Linked DNA regions of Mus musculus: all the other regions are linked to region 1. Evidence: chromatin contacts called from public promoter capture Hi-C data. All regions are on one chromosome and are shown on one strand. The core of a region is the stretch at or near the end of the contact, and the rest is flanking DNA. Distances in the headings are between cores, read along the strand shown. Region 1 holds the start of Rpl23 (ribosomal protein L23). Region 2 holds the start of Gjd3 (gap junction protein, delta 3). Region 3 holds the start of Smarce1 (SWI/SNF related, matrix associated, actin dependent regulator of chromatin, subfamily e, member 1). Region 4 holds the start of Igfbp4 (insulin-like growth factor binding protein 4). Region 5 holds the start of Wipf2 (WAS/WASL interacting protein family, member 2).

Region 1 (2,740 bases), core at 23-2,522:
TCCCAGCACTTGGGAGGCAGAGGCAGGCGAGTTCGAGGCCAGCCTGGTCTACAAAGTGAGTTCCAGGACAGCCAGGGCTACACAGAAAAACACTGTCAAAAAAAAAACCAAACAAACAAACCAAAACAAGCAACCAAACAAAAAAACAAGCTCTCCTCCCCGCTCACCCTTTTTCCTTAGTTCTGGTTTGCCTTTCTTAACTGTGGCCATCACCATGTCCCCAACACCAGCAGCAGGAAGTCTGTTCAGCCGTCCCTTGATTCCCTTCACAGAGATGATATACAAGTTTTTAGCTCCTATAGGAAAAAAACAAACAAAAGTAAATTTTGTATGAGACCGGCAGAATTCACAATATAGAGTCAGCAAGGCTATACACCAAGTAACTCAGTCTCAGAAAAGCATGAACACAAACAAACCAAAACAAACCGTTTTCGTAAAACTCATCGGGCTTGTAAGTAATCTTTCAGAAGTGTCTTGTCACAACACCGATTGAAGTTAAACAACACAACACGTTGCCACTTCACCCAAAAGTGGTGTTTTTCACTCTGCCCCTTCTTGACGGCTCAGTGGGTCACTAGCAAAAGGCTCACTGAGTGCTTTTAAAAGGGGACGGTGGCAGGACGCGGCCGAAGGCCTCACCTGTGTTGTCTGCACAGTTGATCACAGCTCCGACCGGAAGACCCAGGGAAATCCGGAATTTCGCCCCGGAGGACCCACCGCGTCCTGCGGGGAGGGAAACAGACAGGACAAGGGTCCACATTCGGTCTCACAGTTCCCAACTATAACCCACCGCACACGCTTCGGCGAGGGCCGGCCGCTCCCCGGCTACCACGCACTTGTCACGGGACCCGGCCGTGCCCATTATTTGCATCCTCCTGCGGAAGAAGGAGACTGCGAGGCTCCAACCTCGTCTGCATTTGCGGGGACCGCAGATATCGCGCAGTCCCGTCGACCCCACGTTCTCCGTTCGGCCCCATGCTCCGCTCCTACACCAGCTCAACACCATTGGCATCGCCCTCTTTCAGGGCTCCCTCTAGGCCTCCGCGGTGCCCCCATCTTCTCTATCTCCGGCCCCGGGACTGTAAACTATCACCGCCGCCGGGGGCCGTCGCCAAGGGATGGGCGGGCCATCCCGCGCGGCAGATGCCAACGGATCCCCAAACTCAAAATTCCTCACCTCGCTTCGACATCTTGAACGCCCGGAAAGGGTCAGAAAGGAAGTTAGTACAGGGGACACTGGGATATGAACGGGAGGCCCCGCCCACTCAGCCACGTGACCGGACCTCGTCCAGCCCGCCTCCCTCCCCGGGTCGCAGCTAGATGACGTAAAAGGCCTGGGCCTCCGCGGGACCGTTCTGCGTGGGAAAGCTGCGCTTAAGATGTGTAGGGGCGAGTAATTTTGGGGCTACACCCAACGCCTCGGAAGTAATTGGCGATATGGACACATTGCCTTTTGGCTTTTTAAAATTTGCTTAACAGCTTCTTTTGAGCTCTGTGGCCAAGCCCCTCTCTGGATAACAGGGATTCGAAAATTATTGCTGCGGGTGTGGTGGTGCTCGCCAATAATCTCGGCATCGTGGGAGCTGAAGCAGGAGAATTGCGGCGATTTCAACATCACCTCAGCTACCCATGAGATCCTTCCTCAAAACAAATAAATACATGAGTAAAATAAATTCTTCTGTAAGGGTTCCTAAAGAACAGACACATGGGGCAAGAGCAAGTTCAGAATGGTTTCATTTGGCTGTGGAACAATTAAGTGGAGCGCTACAGATGAGTCTGTGTGTTTGGTACCATAACATTCTTTCGTCATGAGAGTTAACAATACTCTATTAGTGACATTCACACAGCCGCTCGGACTACAACTCAGTACCTTATTATTAATTATTCTTAGACTTAGCCCACAGCTAACCGTGACCGATTGATTGGCTTTGTTGCTTCTTAAAGATGTGCAAAATTTCGTAAAGCTTAAATATAGGATAGTTTATGCTTGCTTATAATCAAGATGGACAGGTTTTGTTTTGTTTTGTTTTGTTTTGTTTTGTTTTGTTTGGGGGGACAGGGTTTCTCTGTATAGCTCTGGCTGTCCTGGAACCCACTCTGTAGACCAGGCTGGCCTCAAACTCAGAAATCCGCCTGCCTGCCTCTGCCTCCCAAGTGCTGGGATTAAAGGCGTGCACCACCACGCCCGACTGGACATGTTTTAATTTATTAATATTAATTTCCCCTTTTACTACCTCAACCTCTCCCTATTTTCCTTACCTTCTGTTGAAACATTCATTCAAATGTGCGTTGAATACTTATATCAGGGCCAGATTCTGTCCAGATTACATGAGGGAATAAAATAGAGCATTATTCTTGCCTTTATGGGTTTTCCTCTGCCAGGGTAGAGGTTGGAGGCAGGTAATAGATACTAAATAATAGGAGTGGGCTGGAGAGATGGTTCAGCAGTTAAGAGCACTGACTGCTCTTCCAGAGGTCCTGAGTTCAATTCCCAGTGACCACATGGTGGCTCACAACCATTTGTAACGGGATCTGATACCCTCTTCTGGTCTGTCTGAAGACAGCTACAGTGTACTCATATAAATAATATAAATAAATCTTTAAAAAAAACCTAAATAATAGGAGTAATTGTGAGAGTTCCAGTATACAGTATATCGTTGTCAAACGGGAAGAAGTATTATGAAGAAAGGACAGTGAGGTATGGAGAGGTGAAGGGACAGGTTGCAATAGAAACATTAGT
Region 2 (2,700 bases), core at 111-2,610, 1.2 Mb after region 1:
GGCATGAACCCAGGTCTCTATCGCCTGTCACTTGGGAGATGTATACGTGTGGACACACGCATGTGCGGACCCTCACAAGCATACACATGCAAATACACACAGCTCATAGAGGTTTACTATGCTTGAGCAGCCAACCCATCTGAGTGTGTCCAGAGAGAGTGTGTGCAGAGCGCTCACGGAAAACCACTCTTCTCTGAATTAGCAGGGAACCTGGGAATGTTGCCATCACTGTTGATTTTTGTCCCCGGTGCAACAATCAGGTCACCCACGGCCGGTTTGCCGCCTCTCAGGGGAGCCCTTGGCGTCCTCCCTTTCCGCAGGGATCACAGCACCGAGGAGCCTCCCTGATTTAACACGGCTGCCGTAACCAGCACTAGGAAGTGCGACACCTCCCCCACCCGAACCCTGGCGGTCCCCTCTGCTCATCTTCTGCTCAGGCAGGGTCCTACGCAGTCTTTCAGAAGCAAAGCCTTCTGCCTCCAAGGACCCGGGTGCTGATATCCAGCCTCCGATCTCGCCGCTAGATGGCCAGGTCCTGGCGCACGGTAGCCAGCGACGCTTTGCTGTGGCCGCTGCCGCCTTCGCCCTCGCTGTCGCCTGCCGGTGAGCGGTGCGCGTAGGCTGGCGGGCCGAAAGGGTCGGGGTCCCCGCGCTGCGATGGCAAAGAGGGCGACGGCGGCGGCGGCGGGAGCAGCTTGGCGCGCTGGCGACCCTTCCAGAGCAGGTGACCCAGCTCCGCCACGCTGAGCAGCGCCGACAGCAGCCCGACGGCGAAGTAGAAGACCACGAAGACGGTCTTCTCGGTGGGCCGGCTCACGAAACAGTCGACCGTGTGCGGACAAGGTGGCCCGGCGCACGCGTAGTGCGGGTCCACGCGGAAGCCGTAGAGCAGCGCCTGGCCGCCCAGGAAAGCCAGCTCGGCGAGCAGGCGCAGAGCCACGCTCAGCAGGTAGCAGCGGCGCGCGCGGCGAGCGCGCAGGGCGCACGGGGAGCACGGCGCCTCGGCACGCCCGCGCGCGCACGGCGGGGCCAGCTGCGCACCACCCGCCTCCTTGCTGGCCTGGTGCATGGAGTAGATGACGAACAGCACCGGCGGCGCCGACAGCAGCAGGATGTGGAAGAGCCAGAAGCGGTAGTGGGACACCGGGAAGGCGCGATCGTAGCAGGTCTGGCGACAGCCGGGCTGCAACGTGTTACACACGAACTCCTCCTGCTCGTCCTCGAACACCGCACCTCCCACCGTGGCCAGCACCAGGATGCGGAAGATCAGCATGATCACCAGCCAGAGACGACCCACGAGCGGCGACTGTAGCTGCACCGCGTCCAGCAGGGAGCCTAGGAACGCCCACTCCCCCATGACGCTGGGGACGAGGAAAGGGGGTAGTCACAGGCTGGGGCGGGCTGAATACCCCCTGTCCCCCGCCACCCCCCACCCCCACCCCCACCCCCGTCCCTCAACAATCTCGGAGGGCGCCAGGGAAAGAATATTTTCTGGGGTTTAATGAGTTAATGTCAGAGTGTGAGGATAGTCCATCCTCAGCTATGGGATTCCTTCATATGGGCATAGAGGGGTGCTGAGGAGGGATTTCCCCGCACACCTGGCCTGGGCCTGCTTGGCTAGGGAGACCCTAAGGTTCCCCAGATTCTAGGTTCTTCTTCAGGGCCAACCTTGCTGGCCTGGCTTTTTGTGCCAGGAGCAAGAGCGGCTACTGGAGTCTAGAATTCTACGTTCCTTCTGTTTGAGACCCCTGGGAGCAAGGGGAGGGCCAGGCCGGGTGAGCCCCCACTGTCTCCTTTCTCTCTCACCTCGCAGCAGGGAACGCCTTTTGGGGTTGGAAGCTGACACAGAAGCCTGTTTTTCCAACTTAGGATCTCTCGCCCGCCCTCAATCTTCCCTTCCTCACCAACCTCAGCCAAGGAGACCGGGCACAGCCCCCTCGACTCCTCTCTGATAGCAATTATCAAGCATCTCTTGTAAGCCTCCCCAGACACACAGAATACACCACGTCCCGTCCCTGTAGACCCTTAGTGGCCTCTAGATGTCCCCAACCCCACTTACCCCGGGACCTGGGCCTTAGAGCTGAGCGGAGGACCTTGAGAGACAGCTGGGACCTGTCCCTCTGGGTCCCTCTTTCATTTTCCTTTTTGGCTTTGGCCGGGATGGATGATAGGACAAGTATGGCTGAGAGGGGCTAGCTCTCCCCCTTCTCTTAAAGGGACAGGGTGACCTGTGGTCCGGCTCCACCCTGGAAATAGATCCAGGGCCACACCCCTTGTTGGGTCCTTCCTGCCTTCTCTTTCCATCCCTTACCCCCCATGCCCATCCCATAGCCATGTCTCCATCTGGCGATGGACGGAGGCTAACTAGAGCTACATTTTTTTTTTTAATTGAGGGAGCCAGAGAGATCAATCATGGGAACCCTATCTCCTGGCAGACTCCTCAAACTGAAGACTAGGTCCACCACAACCAACTGACCCCATTTTTGAAGGGTCTTGTGGGCCAGAGGGAGATAACTTCGGCTTTTAGGGGACAACAAATATGGCTTTGGGGGGGGGGGGCTTTTGGTTCTGCCACTATTGGACCTTGGATGAGCCATGTAGGTCACTTGGGCTAAGATCTCTTGGTCTGTCACCTGAGCCAGCTAAACTCTAAGATTCTTACTTTGTTCCGAGACAGAGTCTCGCTGTGTAGTTCAAGCT
Region 3 (2,700 bases), core at 130-2,629, 1.4 Mb after region 1:
GGGTCCCTGGTACCTTACACTTCACTGCTAATACTTACAAATGATTGCTCTCCCGGGCTAAGCATATAAACTCTAGTAGTGAGTGGATCTAACCATTGTGCCTGGGACGCAACTCTGTATTTATTGAATTAATTACCTTACTGGTCAGGCTTATAACACAGTCTTACTCACTAGTCACAACGACCCTACCCGATGCGTATGACTGTCCCCATTTTACAAAGGAAGAAAACAGTCTCGGGGCGATTAAGTGTCTAAGGCCAGAGACCCGGAATTGTCAGAGATGGGTTTAAACCCAACCCACACCGTCTCAGACTTCACTCCAGGCCACCCCGGGAATCCTTAAGTCGCTGCCTGAACCAAATAAAAAATAAAAATAAACAAAGGGGGGGGGGGACGACCACCTTCGTGGTGGGTGAGGATCCCCGCTGGCCTTGCCCAGAGGGTTTCCGGAGATCCTTTCCCTGGAGTTTTGTGGCGGGCGGAGGGCGAGCTTTTCTGGAAACTCCCCTGCAGGGGGTTGTGCATTGGTGCTCACCGGCGTCGGGAGTCCCGCGGAAAGGGACTACCGGCGCCTCCGAGGAGCTGTTCCGGACGGGGTTGCCCCGCCGCCGCTAGGCCTCACCGAGGCCGCACCGGCTCTAGCTCCCGCCTCGCAGCCGAGGCCGAACCCCAGCACCCCGCGGGAGCTCGGGGTCCCGCCAAGCAGAAACACCACCGCTCGCCACCCTTCCCCGACCGGGTTGGGCCCACTGGGAAACACTCACCCGCGGGCCGAGCAGGCGCCCGCAGCTCCGGCTTCGCTTCCCTTTGTCCCGCGCTCGCCCCGCCCCTCGCGCCGGAGCTTCCGCGCTCGCACTTTCCACACGCTCCCGGGAATTGTCTGCCGGCCGCGGCCGGCTCCCGGCAGACGAACAGCCCTTCCAGTGAGCACGCGGCGAGGCTTAGGGCGCCAAGGATTTTTAAAAAAAATTTCGTCAGGCTCCTGGGTTTCCTCAGAAGTCTTCCAATTTGGATCCCGTCCCAGTCGGGCGCCGATTCGTCACGGCGAGGAGGGCGGAGAAGGCTGGGCCGCGTTGCGGGCCCTGGTTCGCGGCCCGGCGGCAGGAACTGCGCAGACTGCGCGCCCGGGGCTTCACTGAGGCGGTGGGCGCCGCCGCGTGAGGCGGGCGCCGGAGGGGAAAGGCTCGCCGGAGCCTCTCCCGGGAGAGGGTGGGACGCAGTTCCCACACACCATGCACTCTGGCTTTTCCCTTCGCTCTGGTCTTCAGTCCTCCGCTGATGGACGTATGAATGGAGAAGATGGAGAATGTAGGCGGGGAGGACCCGGGTCGCTGCGTTTAGGTCCTTGCTGGCGCCCAGCGGGGCTCCCCTGCCTCCGCCTAAGCGAAAAGCAACACGGGAGTTTTGTAGTTTTCCCAGATGTTTCTAGAGGTCGAGTGATGGCGGCGGGTTTCTGCGCCTAGGGTCCTCAGATGTCAGCTCACTCCTTCCAGCTGGCATACCTGTGACAATTCACATCCCTTCCCAGGAGGGCCAGTTCAGCTCAGCCTCGCTTGTCTTTAAACAGTTCAGTGTTTCTTTGTGATGCCCTCCTGGAACTTTCCCAAGCCGGTCCTGTATCTGATACCCTCTATATGGGATTGGGCCATCTGCTATCTTGGAAAGTCTTGAAAACAAAGTTTTAGGCATCTGGACCGGACAATTTCATAATTACCAATGATTTCTAAGGGCTAGACATGTAATTGTTCAGTGAGTGTGCGTGGAGCCACCTTTCTGGACCATTCCAGGGCTATTTTTTTTTTAAACTAATTAACGAATACTTTGGCGGATTATACAAAGTAGAGAACACTTGGCTAGTGTGGGTCACGTCACGGTGGAGGAAAAATGAACAGAGCATCTGTGGTTATCTAAGGTCAATGTTAGCATCTAGAGAAACTGGCTGAATGCTGGGACTACCTGTTGGCCCTTATCCTGGTTGTGACAACAGGAAGTGAGGTATCTTTAGAAGTGATAAGTGATAATACTGTCCAGTTCTTCCATCGCCCAATATTTTCATACTCTGGTGAAATTATCGAAATGAACCGGTATTGTAAGGAAAGACTAAAGGAGAGGTTTGTTTTGTTTTGTTTTCAGATGAATGCATAGCATAAGGGAATGATCTGAAAATGTTTTTTTTTTAACACAAAGAGCATAGAGAAGGTGAATGTAGGATCCACACAATTACAGCAGGGATCCAGTGGCTTCTTCCTCTGCCCAGTAATTCCAGCCTTGTTACTTCCCGGTCTTAGCAAGGACTATGGAATGGTGGAAAAGGGGGTACAGGCACAGTGCTCCGGAGCATGTGTGCACGCGCATGCATGCTGCAAGGTGCCATTCCCAGCTGGGCAGTTAGTTCTCTGAAACTCAGCGGTGTCTGCATGCTGTGGTGGGAAAGGGCTGGCACAAAATTGGCTTAAAAAAGGGGAATTGATTGAGTTCTAAGTGGACAGCGGCATGGCATTCTTTCTTGTTCTTTTTACTTCTGTGAGGCGCTAGGGATTGAATCCAGGGTCCCGAACAGGTCCTGCAGCACTTTTCTTTCCTTTCCTTTTTTCTTTTTTTTTTGGTTTTCCGAGACAGGGTTTCTTTGTGTAGCCCTGGCTGTCCTGGAACTCATTCTGTAGACCAGGCTGTCCTCGAACTCAGAAATCTGCCTGCCTC
Region 4 (2,700 bases), core at 176-2,675, 1.3 Mb after region 1:
TATGGCAGATGAGACAGGAGAGACCCAACTTTATCCTTGCGATGGGACTGAGGGAAGGAATCCTATCACTTCAACCCTCCTGCAGTCTTAGAGGTTGCCAGTAGGTGCCGTCAGTTCGCAACTTTTTGATCAGTCTTCCAGGTCCGGGTCTTGGTGCCTTTCTCCCTCCAACCGCGCCAACAGTCTGCGGTGCAGAAAGTGGGAGGTGGCCTAATTCCTCCGAGGCTGAAAGACCCCGACTCTGGGACAAAGAACCGGAAGAGGTCTAGGAAATCTTTAGGTTGGTTGCTCCTTGGATGTTTAGCCCAACCCTTCCGGACCCCATCCACCCGCAAAATCCTTCGGTCCTCCGACTGTGCCTGGACAGACACAAGAAGCGAACTCCTTGGTTGGGGAGGATGAGGAGGCGTAGGGAGAAATGAAAAAGAAGGTGGTAGGAGGTGGGTCTCTCCTCCAAACGCGACTCTAGATCAATTCCCGTTTCCAACAGAATTGCTGCGAGGGGAAGGGATATATTTATCAATAATCCCTTTATCACCCAGGGGCAAAGTGGCGTCGGGAAAATTAAAAGGCCGCTTCTCTTTCTGGAAATCTTTGACTGCCATCTACTGGGAAACTGTTGCAGTAACTATGCAAACACACAATGAGTACATGAAGTGGAGCCCCCTGGAGTTGTTCGACTCACATCTTGTACAAAGCCAATGGCAGTCTCCTTCCAGAATCTAAGCAGGGCGGTAGAGGGAACAACATCTAGGAAGGAGGAAGAGGCTTGGCACTTTGTTCTGGAGTTCTGGAAGCAGAGTGCAGCAAGGCCCAAATGGAACCAGGGGCGGGGGTCAAGCGACAGGGGTTCAGGGGCAAGTGAGAAGACTGCCTATTAGCACCTTGAGGCCAGAACTCTCCTGGACCCTTTACAGAGTGCTTAGTCGCCTTGTCCCACTTTAGCGCGGTCTCTAGAGGTTGACTGGACATACCCGGGGGGTGGGTGGGGGTGACCGGAGGACTCTGGCCAGGGATGGGAACTGAACAAGAGAATCTTGAATCCGCTATGAGGTCAGGTTTTCTGTGGCAGCAGGAGGATCTCCTAGGTGTCTGGGAAGGACTCCTTCGAGGTCGAGGGAGGGGGGCAAAGCAACATCCCCTTCGTTTCCCCTCGCCCTGCTTCCTCTTCAGGGTCCAGCTCAGAGGCTCTCCGCGCGCAGGCCACCGCTTCCAAACTGCGTCGCTTTCTTCGGCGGGGCAAAGGACTTTCAGATGTTGTAGCGGTGGCGGCGACTCAGGCCAGCGCCCCCTCCCCCCTAACGGCCTCTTCTCCCGCTCCATTGCTCCAGTTCCCCCTCGCCCTCCCCTGCTCTCCCACCTCGGGGACGGCGCTGGGGGTGTGGCCAGGGGGCCGGTATAAAGTCCCGGGAGCCGGTCCCGGGCAGCCGCTCAGCCCCCTGCCCCCCGCCGCCTGCTGGGCCGGCCGAGGATGCAGCGCAGCGCCTCGGTGGCCAGGCTCGCTCTGCTCCAGCGTGCTTGCTAACTTCCCCGGCTCCGTCTCTGCCTGCCGGGGTCGCCCCGTGTCCCTGCGCCCTCCGGGTCTGGTTCTCTAAGCTCTCTGGGCGCTGCCTCCGGGTCCCTTGCAGCCCGCTCGCGAGCCCGCGCTCCCCTCCTGCGCCCCACCCTCGTCCTCGCCATGCTGCCCTTCGGCCTCGTGGCCGCCCTGCTGCTGGCCGCAGGGCCTCGGCCGAGCCTGGGCGACGAAGCCATCCACTGCCCCCCTTGCTCCGAGGAGAAGCTGGCGCGCTGCCGCCCCCCCGTGGGTTGCGAGGAGTTGGTGCGGGAGCCAGGCTGCGGTTGTTGCGCCACTTGCGCCCTGGGCTTGGGGATGCCCTGCGGGGTGTACACCCCACGCTGTGGCTCAGGCATGCGCTGCTACCCTCCCCGGGGGGTGGAGAAGCCCCTGCGTACATTGATGCACGGGCAAGGCGTGTGCACGGAGCTGTCGGAAATCGAAGCCATCCAGGAAAGCCTGCAGACCTCTGGTAAGGTACACCTACCTTCCCTCGGCCACATTTCCCAAACACCCTCCTCCCTGCAACTTAGTTCCCATTCTGGCTGGCCTGGAAGGCCCGTCAATGCCCCCTGTGAGTTGAGGAGAAGGGAGGTACGTGGCAGAGCTTAGAAACAGCCAAGAATGCTGGCATTTAATCCCAGCACCAGTTGCCACTGGTCGAGGGAAACCTACCCCACCTCTTCATCTCAAACCTCCTAAGTACTTCTTTGGGAAGAGGGGCCTTGGCCTCAGTGGTAAGCCTGGCTCCTGAGGTAAGTTAAATGACCTGATTCAGTTACATTTGTCATCTAGAGTTAGATGACTGCGATGATAAGGTGTGCGTGCGTGTGTGTGTGTGTGTGTGTGTGTGTGTGTGTGTACATGCACATGTGCATACGTGTGTGCATGTGTCTGTGGGGGGTGATAAGGATGGTGTGTGTGTACATGCGCATGTGCATACGTGTGTGCAAGTGTCTGTGGGGGTGATAAGGATGGTGTGCTTGTGCACGTTTGTGTGATAAGGATGGTATGTGTATTCGAGCGGGAGGCAGTGTGTGTGTGTGTGTGTGTGTGTGTGTGTGTGTGTGTGTTGGGACGGTTCCTTTCTGTTCCTGATCCAGAGCCTGATCCACACACCCAGTCTCAGGTGAGAGGTGTGAGGA
Region 5 (2,700 bases), core at 156-2,655, 1.1 Mb after region 1:
TGTGAGCCACCATGTGGTTGCTGGGGATTGAACTCAGGACCTCTGGAAGAGCAATCCGTGTTCTTAACCACTGAGCCATCTCTCCAGCCCCCTTCTTCTTCTTGTTTTGTTTGTTTTGGTGTTCTGAGGCAGAATTTCTCTGTGCAGTCCTGGCTGTCCTGGAACTTGCTCTGTAGACCAGGGTGGCCCCCAGCTAAGAGATCTGCCTGCCTCTGCCTCCTCTGAGCTACAGAGCCCAGCAAAATTCTACTCATCTTGCAGGGGCTAGTTCAAACCATTTACAAATCTCTTCTCATTCTTCAGCAGGAATTCATCACTCCTGTGACATCCCGGCACATGTCACAACTCTAATCGCACACTGACTTGGACGTCAGCTGTCTGTTTACATGCCAGCCCGCATGAGCACCATACACCAGCATGGTGAGCTCCCGGAGGGCAGAAGCTGTCTGCTTGAGTCACATCTGGAACCATCCCCAGGTACAGAGCTCAATGAATGGCCCAAAGCAAATGTTCAATGTGACATTTAGCACTAGTGGGTGGGGCAGAACAGAGGGAAAACAAAAATAATAACAGGCTATGGCTTATCACATGCTTTCCCATTCATTCATTACCTGATGAGCCTTCAAGCACTGTGAGAAAGGACAAACACTATGAGGTAGCTGAGACCCACGAACACACAGTTAGTGAGTGGGGATTAAGTGCTAGCTGATATTGGCCTTTTACTTGAGGTTCAGCCCTGGTCACTGGGTTGACTGGATGGAGAAGCAGTGAGACATAGGGTAGCAATGGGGTTGCTTGGTGTGGTGGCGAGCTTTGTGTATGAAGATGAGATCCTTAGTCATCGGCAACAGAGTTAAGCAATGGAAACCAGCAAGCGACAAGGACTCCCCTCTCTCATCCAAGCACCTATAGAGGAGTTCACAACACCATGCCTCAGCCTACCGAGCTGGGGATCACTAGTTAAGTGGTTACAACGACCTAACCAATGACCTGCTAGAAGAAGCTCGCCTCTCTGTTGCTATGACAACCAGAGCTTGTCTGTTGGGCCTCTTCAAGGGTACTCTAGACCATATTAGGGCTTATGGTGTGTGTGTGTGCGCGCAAAAAAATAAACACGAAAGAAAACATACTTGAGATACATCAGTTAGCTCACTGGTTCTCTACCTGCGCAATTTTAAAGGTCGAGACGCTCAGGCCGCATCCAACCAATTAAATAAGCATCTCATGGACCGAATCCTGGCATCACTCGTTACTGAAAGCCTCGCAGGCGGCCCCAGTTGCAGTCCCAAGATGCAAACGGGACTTCCAACTGCGGACTCGCGACCTTCTCAAGATGGTGGCGCTCCGCCCCCACGTGCGCCGGTAGAGGGCAGGCTTCCCTGAGCGCATGCGTCCCGCGGCCCTCGGCCCTCGGCTCCCTCCTCCTTTTCCCCCGCCTCCATTTTGTTCGCGGACGCTGGGGACGGTGGGAGCGGATCCATTTCCGGGTTGGTAAAAGGGGCGGCGGCGAGAGAGAGAGAGAGAGAGAGAGAGAGAGAGAGAGAGAGAGAGAGAGAGAGAGAGAGAGAGAGAGAGCGAGAGAGAGCGAGAGAGCTTGCCGCGGGGCGAACGAGCAGGACTAAACCAGGACTGAGGTGACGGAGGATTCGCTCCCGGAGCAGCCCCCCGCCGAGTGGGAAAGACGCCGGGGCGGCTGAGCCCGCCGCTGAGGTGACCTGCGGACCTGAGTGGGAGGGAGAGCCGGGAAGGGGGGACTGTGGTGGGGGGGGGGAGGGACACCGGAGGAGGGGCCTGATGCGGAGAGGGGGTCCTGGGGGCGGGGCCTGGAGACCCTGGAGAGGGGGCGTGGGCCATCCGAGTGGAGGGCGGCGGGGACCGACTGAGCAAATGGGCAGGAGGGAGGTTTTTTGAGAGACAGGAAATTAGAGATCCTGAAGGGTTGGGTGAGGTGAGTAAGACTGGCAACTCTGGGTGAGGTAGGAGGGGAGCCGTGCGCGGAGGGGGAGATGGGGAAGGGAGGACCTGTTGGGGAAAGGTAATTATTGGCAGGATGCTCTCGAGTTTAGGAGGATCGGTGTGACGTTTCGGGATTGATCGGGGTGAGGAGGAGGATTGAGAGCGAACGTGTTTACACTGGGGGAGATGTTGAGAGTGTGGGATGAGAGGGAGTCGGAGTGATGTTCTGAGATGCTCTTGGAAGCACCTGCAGTTGAAGGATCCCTGTTGGAGCGGCGTGAAATTGAGGGAAGATGAAAATCTGAAGGCGCTCGCTAGACGTAGGCTGTGTGTGCGGTCGAGTTACTGATTAGGAAGGCATATTCTGGAAGGATAATATTGAAACGAGGAGCTGGAGGAAGCTGGTGTGCACTGGAATCTACCTCTGTCCCCGCTTCTGCTGGCCTTTAAATCCTGATCCACCTGCTACATCTGATCCCTGAAATTCTTCTTTCTTTTTCTCTTTCTCTTTCTTTTCTTTTCTTTCTTTCTTTCTTTTTTTTTTTTGAGACACTTTGTCTGTGTAACCCTCACTGTCCTGGAACTCAGAGTCTGTAGACCAGATTGGCCCGGAACTCACAGTGATCCGCTGGCCTCTACCTCAGAGGGAGGCGTGGGCCACTATGACTGCCCAGCCCCGTAAACTATATTTGTTTGTTTGTTGTTTTGTTTCTTTCAAGACAGGGTTTCTCTCTGAAACAGCCC

Evidence for each region. Promoter capture Hi-C pulls out the DNA fragments that hold promoters and counts their contacts.
Region 2: a promoter capture Hi-C map of liver shows a contact between it and region 1, with 2.9 times the contacts expected there. The contact joins the promoter of Gjd3 here to the promoter of Rpl23 in region 1. A contact is called at or near these places in 2 of 39 promoter capture datasets (liver and pre-B cells).
Region 3: a contact with region 1 is called in a promoter capture Hi-C map of erythroid cells, with 11 times the contacts expected there. The contact joins the promoter of Smarce1 here to the promoter of Rpl23 in region 1. A contact is called at or near these places in 2 of 39 promoter capture datasets (erythroid cells and pre-B cells).
Region 4: a contact with region 1 is called in a promoter capture Hi-C map of pre-B cells, with 3 times the contacts expected there. The contact joins the promoter of Igfbp4 here to the promoter of Rpl23 in region 1. A contact is called at or near these places in 3 of 39 promoter capture datasets (erythroid cells, liver and pre-B cells).
Region 5: a promoter capture Hi-C map of liver shows a contact between it and region 1, with 2.7 times the contacts expected there. The contact joins the promoter of Wipf2 here to the promoter of Rpl23 in region 1.

Annotation. Positions count from the first base shown.
Region 1 is chr11:97,781,167-97,783,906 of GRCm38.p6, forward strand. Rpl23 (ribosomal protein L23) reads right to left here and starts at 1,273. Exons shown (of 5, transcript NM_022891.3): 1 at 1,178-1,273; 2 at 640-723; 3 at 168-296. The coding sequence starts at 1,190. Snora21 (small nucleolar RNA, H/ACA box 21) reads right to left here and starts at 600; the gene lies at 473-600.
Region 2 is chr11:98,981,660-98,984,359 of GRCm38.p6, forward strand. It overlaps Gjd3 (gap junction protein, delta 3), which reads right to left and starts at 1,361. Exons shown (of 1, transcript NM_178596.3): 1 at 1-1,361. The coding sequence starts at 1,357. The coding sequence ends at 521.
Region 3 is chr11:99,229,638-99,232,337 of GRCm38.p6, forward strand. Smarce1 (SWI/SNF related, matrix associated, actin dependent regulator of chromatin, subfamily e, member 1) reads right to left here and starts at 1,380. Exons shown (of 11, transcript NM_020618.4): 1 at 765-1,380.
Region 4 is chr11:99,039,819-99,042,518 of GRCm38.p6, forward strand. Igfbp4 (insulin-like growth factor binding protein 4) reads left to right here and starts at 1,426. Exons shown (of 4, transcript NM_010517.4): 1 at 1,426-2,027. The coding sequence starts at 1,679.
Region 5 is chr11:98,862,193-98,864,892 of GRCm38.p6, forward strand. Wipf2 (WAS/WASL interacting protein family, member 2) reads left to right here and starts at 1,406. Exons shown (of 8, transcript NM_197940.2): 1 at 1,406-1,710.